3 separate regions of the Zea mays genome follow, and all the other regions are linked to region 3. A link is a contact called in public Hi-C data. All regions are on one chromosome and are shown on one strand. Each heading gives the region's core, a stretch centred on a gene start, on an enhancer-like site or on the middle of the called end of the contact. The rest is flanking DNA. Distances are from core to core; before and after follow the strand shown. Region 1 holds the start of LOC100285248. Region 2 holds the start of LOC100285382. Region 3 has its middle 5.6 kb from the start of LOC103639529.

Evidence for each region. A called contact is a pair of places that touch in the nucleus more often than the background predicts.
Region 1: a contact with region 3 is called in a Hi-C map of ear, with 2.7 times the contacts expected there. The contact joins the promoter of LOC100285248 here to the enhancer-like site in region 3. A contact is called at or near these places in 3 of 25 Hi-C or Micro-C datasets (ear, leaf and tassel).
Region 2: a Hi-C map of tassel shows a contact between it and region 3, with 4 times the contacts expected there. The contact joins the promoter of LOC100285382 here to the enhancer-like site in region 3. A contact is called at or near these places in 3 of 25 Hi-C or Micro-C datasets (ear, leaf and tassel).

Annotation. Positions count from the first base shown.
Region 1 is chr1:152,859,634-152,862,535 of Zm-B73-REFERENCE-NAM-5.0, reverse strand. It overlaps LOC100285248, which reads left to right and starts at 1,306. Exons shown (of 5, transcript NM_001158142.2): 1 at 1,306-1,658. The coding sequence starts at 1,446.
Region 2 is chr1:153,051,387-153,054,232 of Zm-B73-REFERENCE-NAM-5.0, reverse strand. It overlaps LOC100285382, which reads right to left and starts at 1,414. Exons shown (of 12, transcript NM_001158275.1): 1 at 1,018-1,414; 2 at 728-810; 3 at 443-635; 4 at 187-325. The coding sequence starts at 1,121.
Region 3 is chr1:152,578,924-152,581,891 of Zm-B73-REFERENCE-NAM-5.0, reverse strand. No RefSeq gene overlaps it. Among protein-coding and RNA genes, the nearest start is that of LOC103639529, 5.6 kb to the right of the region's middle. Within about 2 kb of position 1,266, at least 16 of the 20 cell types and tissues checked have an H3K27ac peak or open chromatin away from gene starts, as enhancers often do. A contact at or near this core is called in ear, leaf and tassel, where this site is marked.

The DNA.
Region 1 (2,902 bases), core at 57-2,556, 280 kb before region 3:
CGGGTAATAATTGAGCCAAACCAACTCTAAAATTTTATAACTAGAGAATCAGCAAGTTAAAGACATTTATTTTAGAGTAAAGTACATTATCGGTTCCTAAATTTATAGTGATGTATCATTCCGGTCCTTAAACTATCAAAGTATATATCTAAATTCTAACCTTATGAAGTTGTATCATTCCGGTCTCTAAACTCTTAACATGCACATTTCGCTCCGTGCATTTGAGTCTCTAAATTTGTTTTTGGTGTCATCAATGGTCCAAATTATCTGAACATGTATGACATCAAAAAAAATTATAGACCCAGATGATACGACCTTAGAAGTATATGGACTAGAATGTGTATGTTGAGAGTTTAGAAAACGAGATGATACAACTTTATAAGTTTAGAAATCTAGATATACACTTTAAAAGTTTAGGTACCGAAATAATACAATGCTATAAGCTATATAAGTTTAATGACCGATAAGAGCATCTCCAAGAGTCTCTTTATTTTTTATTCTCTATTTGACTTTTTATTTGTCTTTTCATAAAGATTAAAATCTATCATTCGAACGGATTCTCTAACATACAAGTTAGCTTGACTAGCCAGAGTTGCTAGCTAAATTTGACTAGTGAGAAAGCTAATTTAGTGAGCCAGATAGGTCTACAAGTTAAATGACTAGTCTGTTGAAGACCTATTTTACTATTAAATAGCTAAAATTTAGCTTGACAAACTATTTAGCTATATCTTAGAGATGCTCGAACGTAATTTACTCTCTATTTACTTTAGCAACTCTTGCTGGTTTGTAGGCGGTCTTTTGCAACCTGGCCAAGCTTTAGGCCATGTTTGGTTTCTTTAGTCTAGGGACTAAAGTTTAGTTAGAGGACTAAAGTTTAGTCCCTAACATATTTAGTTCTAAGAGCTAAAAATAGTAAAAATATACTAAATGACTCATAAGAAGACTAAAATGGCATTTAATATTCTCCTGCTATTAGTACACTTGAACTAAATGAGGGGTAAATGTGAAATTAATATGGTTTAGTCTCTTTTAGCACATATGTGAAGGACTAAAGACTAAATCATTTTAGTCCATATTTTAGTCCTAGTGTTTAACAAAAAAAGAGACTAAATGGGACTAAAAACTAGAGACTAATCTTTAGTCCCTCTAACCAAACACCCCCTTAACTGTCAAATTTTACATAAATAAACTGCCAAATTCACAATAGAAATACCTCAAATAGAATGTTGTTTTCCTCAAGACATGGTCAGCCACTACCAAACACCTCACGAGGGAAACAAAACCAAAAAACAAAACAAAGCGCCTAAGGTCCCAAGAGTAGAGTTGGATCTCGCCTTCTCCCTGTCGTACCCAACGGCGTTTTCCCCTACATTGTCCTATCATGCTTGCCGGAGGATTCGAGCTACCGCGGCGGCAGCGGTGACGTATCGGTATCGGCGGCAGCGATGGCGGCGGCGGAGTGGGACAGCCGGAGCGTGGCGAGCCCCACCGGGGATTGGCCACCGGCGGCCGCCGCGTCCCCGATAAAGGGGAAGGCGGCACTGCCGGAGTCGGATGGAGGTGCCTCGGCGTCCGGCTCATCGGAGGCCAAGGTCGACGATGGCAACATCCAGGAGGCGGAGTCGTCGCTCCGCGAGGGTCTCTCCCTCAACTACGAGGTCTCGAAATCTCTTCGGCCCTGTAGCTCGTTCTTGGCTTGATCTGGGAATATGAATCCAGTTATTTGTGGCGCGGTTTGGGCAAAATGGTGTGGGAAGATGGAATCTTTTTTTGGGTGAATGCGAGTCCGTACGACGCTCTTTGTTGCACTTTGGGGGAGATCGGGATGTGGCGAAATTTTGCGCTCCAAAACTACACGCTCTCAAAAAATGGTGTTTTTATGTTTGGTTTCTTTCATTTCATCTGGAAGGGGCTACTTCTGGGAGATCGACGAAGCTCTTTTCATGGGTTATGGTGACCATCCTAATGGGAATGTTTTTCAGAACGTCGAGTGGATTGGTCTAGTTGAGCACCATTTTTGGTGTTGCGATCCTGAATTTGTACTGGGAGAGATTGGACTTTCGTGAAGATGCATTCATCTGGTAAATGGTGGGAATAATTATTGCATACAATCAAAATTTCTATTTTTTGTGGAGAGTTCCAATATTAAAAACAAAGTAATATATAAGTTGTTGTGTTGTTCATATACATAATTGTCAGAATTCAAGTGAGGATAAGTTTGTAAATGATCTTTCTTTTTGCTAAGTTATGTGGGCAATGGTCTACAACAATAACAACAACAAAGCCTTTTACTCCCAAGCAAGTTAGGGCTACCTAGAATTGAAACCCAACAGAAGCCCATGTGAGCAATGGGCTAATCATTTGAATTATGATTACTGTTTAATTCGAGGGTAATGTTATTGTGTCAATTTGTGGCTCACTGTGTAACTATGAGATCATGATTCAGTCACTGAGTTCTGGCTATGTGGTGCTGTCTTGTGAACTTGGCATTGGGAGATAGCATATGTGTCTGTTGGTTTAGCTGTAGGATTGATTCACCAGTGGCTTGTGATTTTATTTGGTGTTAGAATCTACATGTCATTCTAGAACTAGCAAGGGTGGTGCTGTTTTTGGAGTTCAAATCAGATAGTATTATAGTAAGGTGATTTTTTTGTTGAATTTAGAAATAATTTGCACTATCTACAAATGAGAATTGAACACGGAAAATAATAGCTCTTTGTTTGGTTGGATAGTGGCATGATCTTATGTTGATGTTTCTTGTGGCAACAGACAAAAGGATGACCATTCCTCTTGTTTTCTATTGTTCTCAAAAACCGTAATGTAAAGATAAGTGTGCACATTCAATTTTGATGCTGTAGTTTTATTGTTTTATGCTGGAATTTCAAAGCATCGTGGGATGATT
Region 2 (2,846 bases), core at 165-2,664, 470 kb before region 3:
TAGTAGCATTCAGATTGACTGGAGTACTACACAATTTCGAGAGGCAAGGCAACTGGAGTTTGGTATAAAGCTCTATGGTCCAGCAGCAGCAGCACGCCTTAAAAAAAGGTTTCTGCATCAGCACAGGGTTTCATTCCAAGCCTGGAAAGCAGCAACGGGTTCAAAAGGCCTGCAGTTATCACCAACCTTGATAGCCTGCTGCATGAAGAGCATAGCAATCAGAAGCCCGAACAGCTCGCCAGCGATGCGGGTGAACCGGTTGATGATGGAGCACGCGCCTAGTATGGCCAGCAAGAAGAGCAGGATAGCAGTCCACACACAAACCCTGCACGCAAACATGACAACAACAACAAGAAGAAAAGGAACCAATTCAAACAATGCCATCATTGTACCAAACCAATCTTCAATGAATTTCTCAGTCAGCCCAGCACAGATGACCTACCAACCGGTCCAGGCCAGGAACAGATTCCGTCCGAGGTCGGGCCTGTCCTTGGCAAAGTTGAACATGAATGTGTACATGAGTACCGTCGGTTCGGCAACTCCCAGGATCAGCAGGGGCTGCCCTCCTACAATGGAGTGGATTATGCCGCACAGGGCAGTGGACGCCAACGTCTGCACTGCTGTGAGGACTCCATCTGCACAAGTACAAATAAGCTCCTCTCCTCACGCACTGCACCGAAACTAACACCACCGAGTACTTAAATTTGAACCCACCCCCTCCATTTACCAGTGTTCCTCTCCAATTGCTCCCCGAACGATATCACCGGTATCGCGGACGCGAAGAATATGTAAGTGGTAGGCGCCAGGATCCTGAAACACCCCAAAAACCACTCCTTTTCAAGATCTTGCGCGAGGCAAGAACAAACTTCAGAACAACAACAAACAAAAGGACTAGGACTAACTACCTCCGCCGCAGTCAGTTTCGAGATTTTGGCACCATGGTGATACCGAATTCCTAATCCTAGACAGCACAATGCAAGATTACGAGGAAAGATTGGAGTATCCTTCAGTTCATACCTGATACCGGCACGGAACCCTCCGGTCCAGTCCTGCTTGTAGCAGGCGAGCCTCCCGTGGAGGTCGTCCTTGATGCCCCGCAAGGGCACGAAGCTCTCCTCCATTGCCCGGGCCAAAAGGGCGTCGCTTTTCGCAGACAGGAAGATCTGAAGGTATATTCTGGATGGCCAGTCGGAGTGTCAAGTGAGGGCGTGAGGCCGTGCTTACATCTTGCGGCAGATGGAGCAGGGAGAAGTGCTACCAGTTTGGAACCTCGCAATGCATTTAGCGCGGATCCATGGAGGAAGACGAAGGCCGAGGCTATGAATGGAAGAGGAGCATAGAGAGCAGGGCTGGTTCCCGGAGGGAGAGGAGGGCAAGGGCCAGGCTCAGAGAGAGCAGCAGAGGGAAGAGCTACAGAGCAATGGAGCGGGTTTGAGGGCACATATATAGGCAGTGGCGGAGGAGGGGCACCGCTGCCAATTCACAAAAGAAATCTTGGTACAAAAAAAAAAACGTTTAAAGCAAAAAAGTTACCCTGAAAAATATGCATTGCTCAAGAACTGTCCAGGGGAGGCTTGCTGGATGCTGAGTGAGCTGAGCACACGGAAAGCAAAAAGGCACAAGAGGGGTTCCAGTGTGGTGTGTGACCTGTAGGCTCCTGATCCTGTAACTGCTGCAGCAAGTGTCACAGCTAGTTTATTTACCAGTGTATTGTTCAGTTAAAAAAAGAACAGAAAAAAAACAAGAGGGAAAATACTAAATTTTGGCTCAGTTGCCCTGGGAGGGCAGAGCCATACTGCCAGGTCCAGCTCTAGGTCAGCTGTCTGGGGGAAGAGGATACCAGGAGAAGGACCCAGCAAGCTTCCTCGCGCCGTTTTGCTAATCCCCTCCATGTGCTTGTTTTCTCCTATGTGCTCTGGTCACTGTCTAGAGAATTTCAAATTATTGCTCATAGGTTCATTGGAGGGTGTTCATGAGGATTTAAGGTGAAAAAGGCAGCAACTCTTGGAAGGATGTGCATGTGGTGTTTTCCTTGAACAAAAAGTTTAAGCAACGAAATTGCTTGTGTGTAGCTATAGAGAATAAACGACGCCCTTCAGGAAACACCTATGGATGTCAAACTCCAGCTTTTAGTAGCACGCCATCTTTATCTTTGTGGATTAGTATCTCCAAAGAAGTAATTGTATTGAAATACGACACTTCTTAACTTTCTTAAGCACACAGCAAAAACTTTCTTCAGCAAGAAGCAGGATGCCGGCAGCTCTTACTGGTTACTACTGCAGGCAACAGCCCACATGATCCCAGTACCCAGACTGAAACAAAATAAAAGTGGAAGCTATGCAATACTAGTAAGATTCACCTACTATCTGCTACATGATCAGTCACAGGTCAGTGAGTCAAGTTGCCTCAGTGTGATCTGCACATGCATCATAATCTTTTTTCCCCTATAATAATACAGTAGTTGTTCAGCTAGCTCATATAATAATGTGGACAAGGTGATGAAGCCCCTTGAGCCTGCATCCTGTTCATGTGTCCGTGGAATCTTCCAATAAGAAACCAGGGTGTCCAGGAACCCAAGAAAACTGAACTTTGATTCAGGCTTCAGGTGGGGCTCAAGAGTTGACCTTACCTTTTATCCCAGCATGCGTGACTGACTTGGCGGGAGTATTTAATTAGCAAAAGGCAGTAGTATCTTACTGTTGCTTTGGTCTGGTGTCATGAGAAGAATGTTTGTCTAGTTAACCATGTCAGCTCTGTTTCCCCGACCAAATGAATGTTTCCCGAATTGAATGAAACCTTTGTTCTCCAGTTTAGAAGAACTTAATGCTCTCAAGATAATATGGAAG
Region 3 (2,968 bases), core at 17-2,516:
CCATGGGCCTGCACAAGCCTGACGGACATCATGCAACTCCTGCAAAAACTGAATCTTCAGCACATCCACTTGACGACCATAAACTCCTGTGAACCACCAAGGGGAGCCCCTCATCATGGTCAAACCTCACATAAACTGAGAACCTGTCAACTCGCATACCTAAATTCTTGCAAGATCTTCCCTTCCAAGCAACAAGAACACCACCTCGAGTGCCAATAGCTGGAAGGACTGCAAACTCATCAAAATCAATTCCGAGGGTGGACAGAACCATCCACCTAGTGTATGTTTGGTTTAAGGTCAAAGTAGGATGAGTCGGGGGTGCCACCGTCCTCTCGAATTTTTGGATCACACCGTTCCCAAAAATTAATCCAGTGTTCACCTCGCCTCCACTTAACTCTCAACCAAACACTATAGAAAACGTGGCCGCCTCATTCCATCCATCTTTGTACATTCAATCAAACGCACCACTAGATATCTCTTCTTTCTTAGTCTCTTGGAGACAAACTATGTCAGGCCGCAAGGCAGCCACCAGACTACAAACAGAATCACGACGAGACTTGTTATTAAGACACGTTCCATATCAGAATTTTTGAAAATTCTGCCTTGTGTTGAATCTGAATCTCTTAGCCTAGCATTTCATGTTCCCCTGCCATGCAAAGGCGACGAATGAGCTGAATCTGAATCTGCCTTGTGTTGGATGATGGAGCAGCGGCACCCTTTTTCATCTTCAACCTAATGCTTCGACGCGGCTCAAAGTCTGGTGGCACAACGCCTCCGGCAAGGTACAGGTTGTGGCAGCAGGCCGTCAACAGGTTTTGACAATTTGGCGATGAAGCTAGCGATCGAAGAGCTGGATTCAGGCACTGCAGGACCACATGGGGAAAACATCTCACCAACAGCCCCCTGAACCACGGCCTGTCCATCAACCGCCTTCGAGAGTAGAACAGAGGCAACTACGACGAGCTTTGAGTAGAACCAGCCGTCAGCAACTCAGAATTCGCCGTCAGCAACCCAGAATTCGTCGTCGTCAACGAAGGCAGCGAACTCCCCACTGCAACAAGGGTGCCATCAGAGGCCCCCTTTCTCCTGGCTGCAATCAAGAGGCGACGAAACTAGGCCGCGAGTTGACGCACCATCATCAAAACTGGGCCCAAAATTTGATGTGGGACAAGAGACTTCTGCTTCTGAGGCAGCAGTACCCACCTCTAGGCCAATGGGAGCACCATTTATGGGCTCGACCCCTGACGGAGGCAGATCAACCGGCCCAATGGAAATCTCGTTGTCTACTGGCCCACAGATACCGTTTGAATCTAGGCCCAGGGGAGCATCAATATCAGTCCTGCAGTAATTGTTTGATGATACGCGCGCCAAATCTGTAATTGATGGCGACTCCTCGGGCCTGTTTGGTTTAGCTTTTTTCTGACCAGCTTTTCTGAGAATCTGGCTGTGGGGAGAATCTGGTTGTGTAGAGAATCTAAGTATTACTAGGATTACGTGCGGAGGAAAATAAAGGTGTCCATAAGACTCAGGATCTAGAAAGTAACGGATTCCTACTATTGTAACGACTCAACCGATTATGTGTTTATATTGATTTTGAATGTTTTTTACCCAAACGAATTTTATAGAAGCTGACTGAAAAGCTGAGCGTTTGGCAGTCCGCAGCAGCTTTTGGTGGCCAGAAGCTCCAAAAAGCTAAAACAAACAGGGGCCTCATAGGAGAAGCCGAGACGTTATGGGGTACCAATGCTGCTCCTGCTGCTGGCAACAGTCCCATGGACGAAGTTGATGTTCAAGAATTTGTCCTGATGCTATGGTATGTTGGTTTCAGCTGCCAAAACGGCTATGAGCTTGTCCCTGCACGCAACTGATGCCACCAACCGTGAAAAGGAGCTCATGAAAGCATGCACAGAGACCCTGAGCTGGAGGCTACAATCGTCGGGAATGCCGAGATCACAGCGCGAGCGCCTCGCCTCACTCAACTGAAGAAGGGGAAGAAGCCTGCAAAACAGAATATGTCGATGTACTTACTCCCTCAATGCGCCACCGCTTGTCTCCGTTAAGGCCTTCTTTGGTTATTCTTATCCCCTTAGATTGGATGGGATTAAAAAAATGTATGAAAGATTTTGACTTGTTTAGGATTGAAATCTATTTTCCACAGTGACGAAGTTTTTAGCTCCTCACCAACTAATTTATCATGGCGAAGGAATCTTGTTGGAAACAATCGCGGAACCGGTTATTATCACGTATTGTTAGCATTGCCTTGACCCAAGATCAAGATGAGTTTAGATGGAACCTCAACCCAAATACAGTTCTATGTAAAATCTCATTATCTAGCCTTGATTCAGAATGATGTCCCGAACTTAAACAAAGATTGTGGAAGCTTAAAACTCTACTAAAAATTAAGATCTTTTTTGATATTTACGCCGAGAAATAGTCTTGACAAAGGATAACTTGGCCAAGAGAAATTGGTAGGGCAGTGACATTTATTGCTTTTGTCACAAAGATGAAACAATTCTCTACTACTAATTATGTTGATAGTGTAGGCGTCCAACACATGCATGGTGCACGTTCTGCCAAACCCGCATACGCCGCGCGCGATCCGCCCGCTTCCTCCTACCCGCGCCCGCAGCATTTGCCGCCGATGGCAGCCGCCGCGCTCCTTCCATCCTCGCGAGGCCGAGCGTGCATCCCGCGGCCGCTAAATCCGTGCTAAATCCGCGCCGCGCGGCTTCCTCCTCCCCGCGCCCGCAACATTTGCCGCCGATGGAAGGAGCCGGATCCCACATGCGCGCCTTCCATCCTCGCGAGGCCGCTAAATCCGTGCCACAACCGCGCCGCGCGGCTTCCTCCTCCCTGCGCCCGCAACTTTTGCCGGCGATGGAAGGAGCCGGATCCCACATGCGCGCCTTCCATCCTCGCGAGGACGCAAAATCTGTGCCAAATCCGCGCCGCGCGGCTTCCTCCTCCC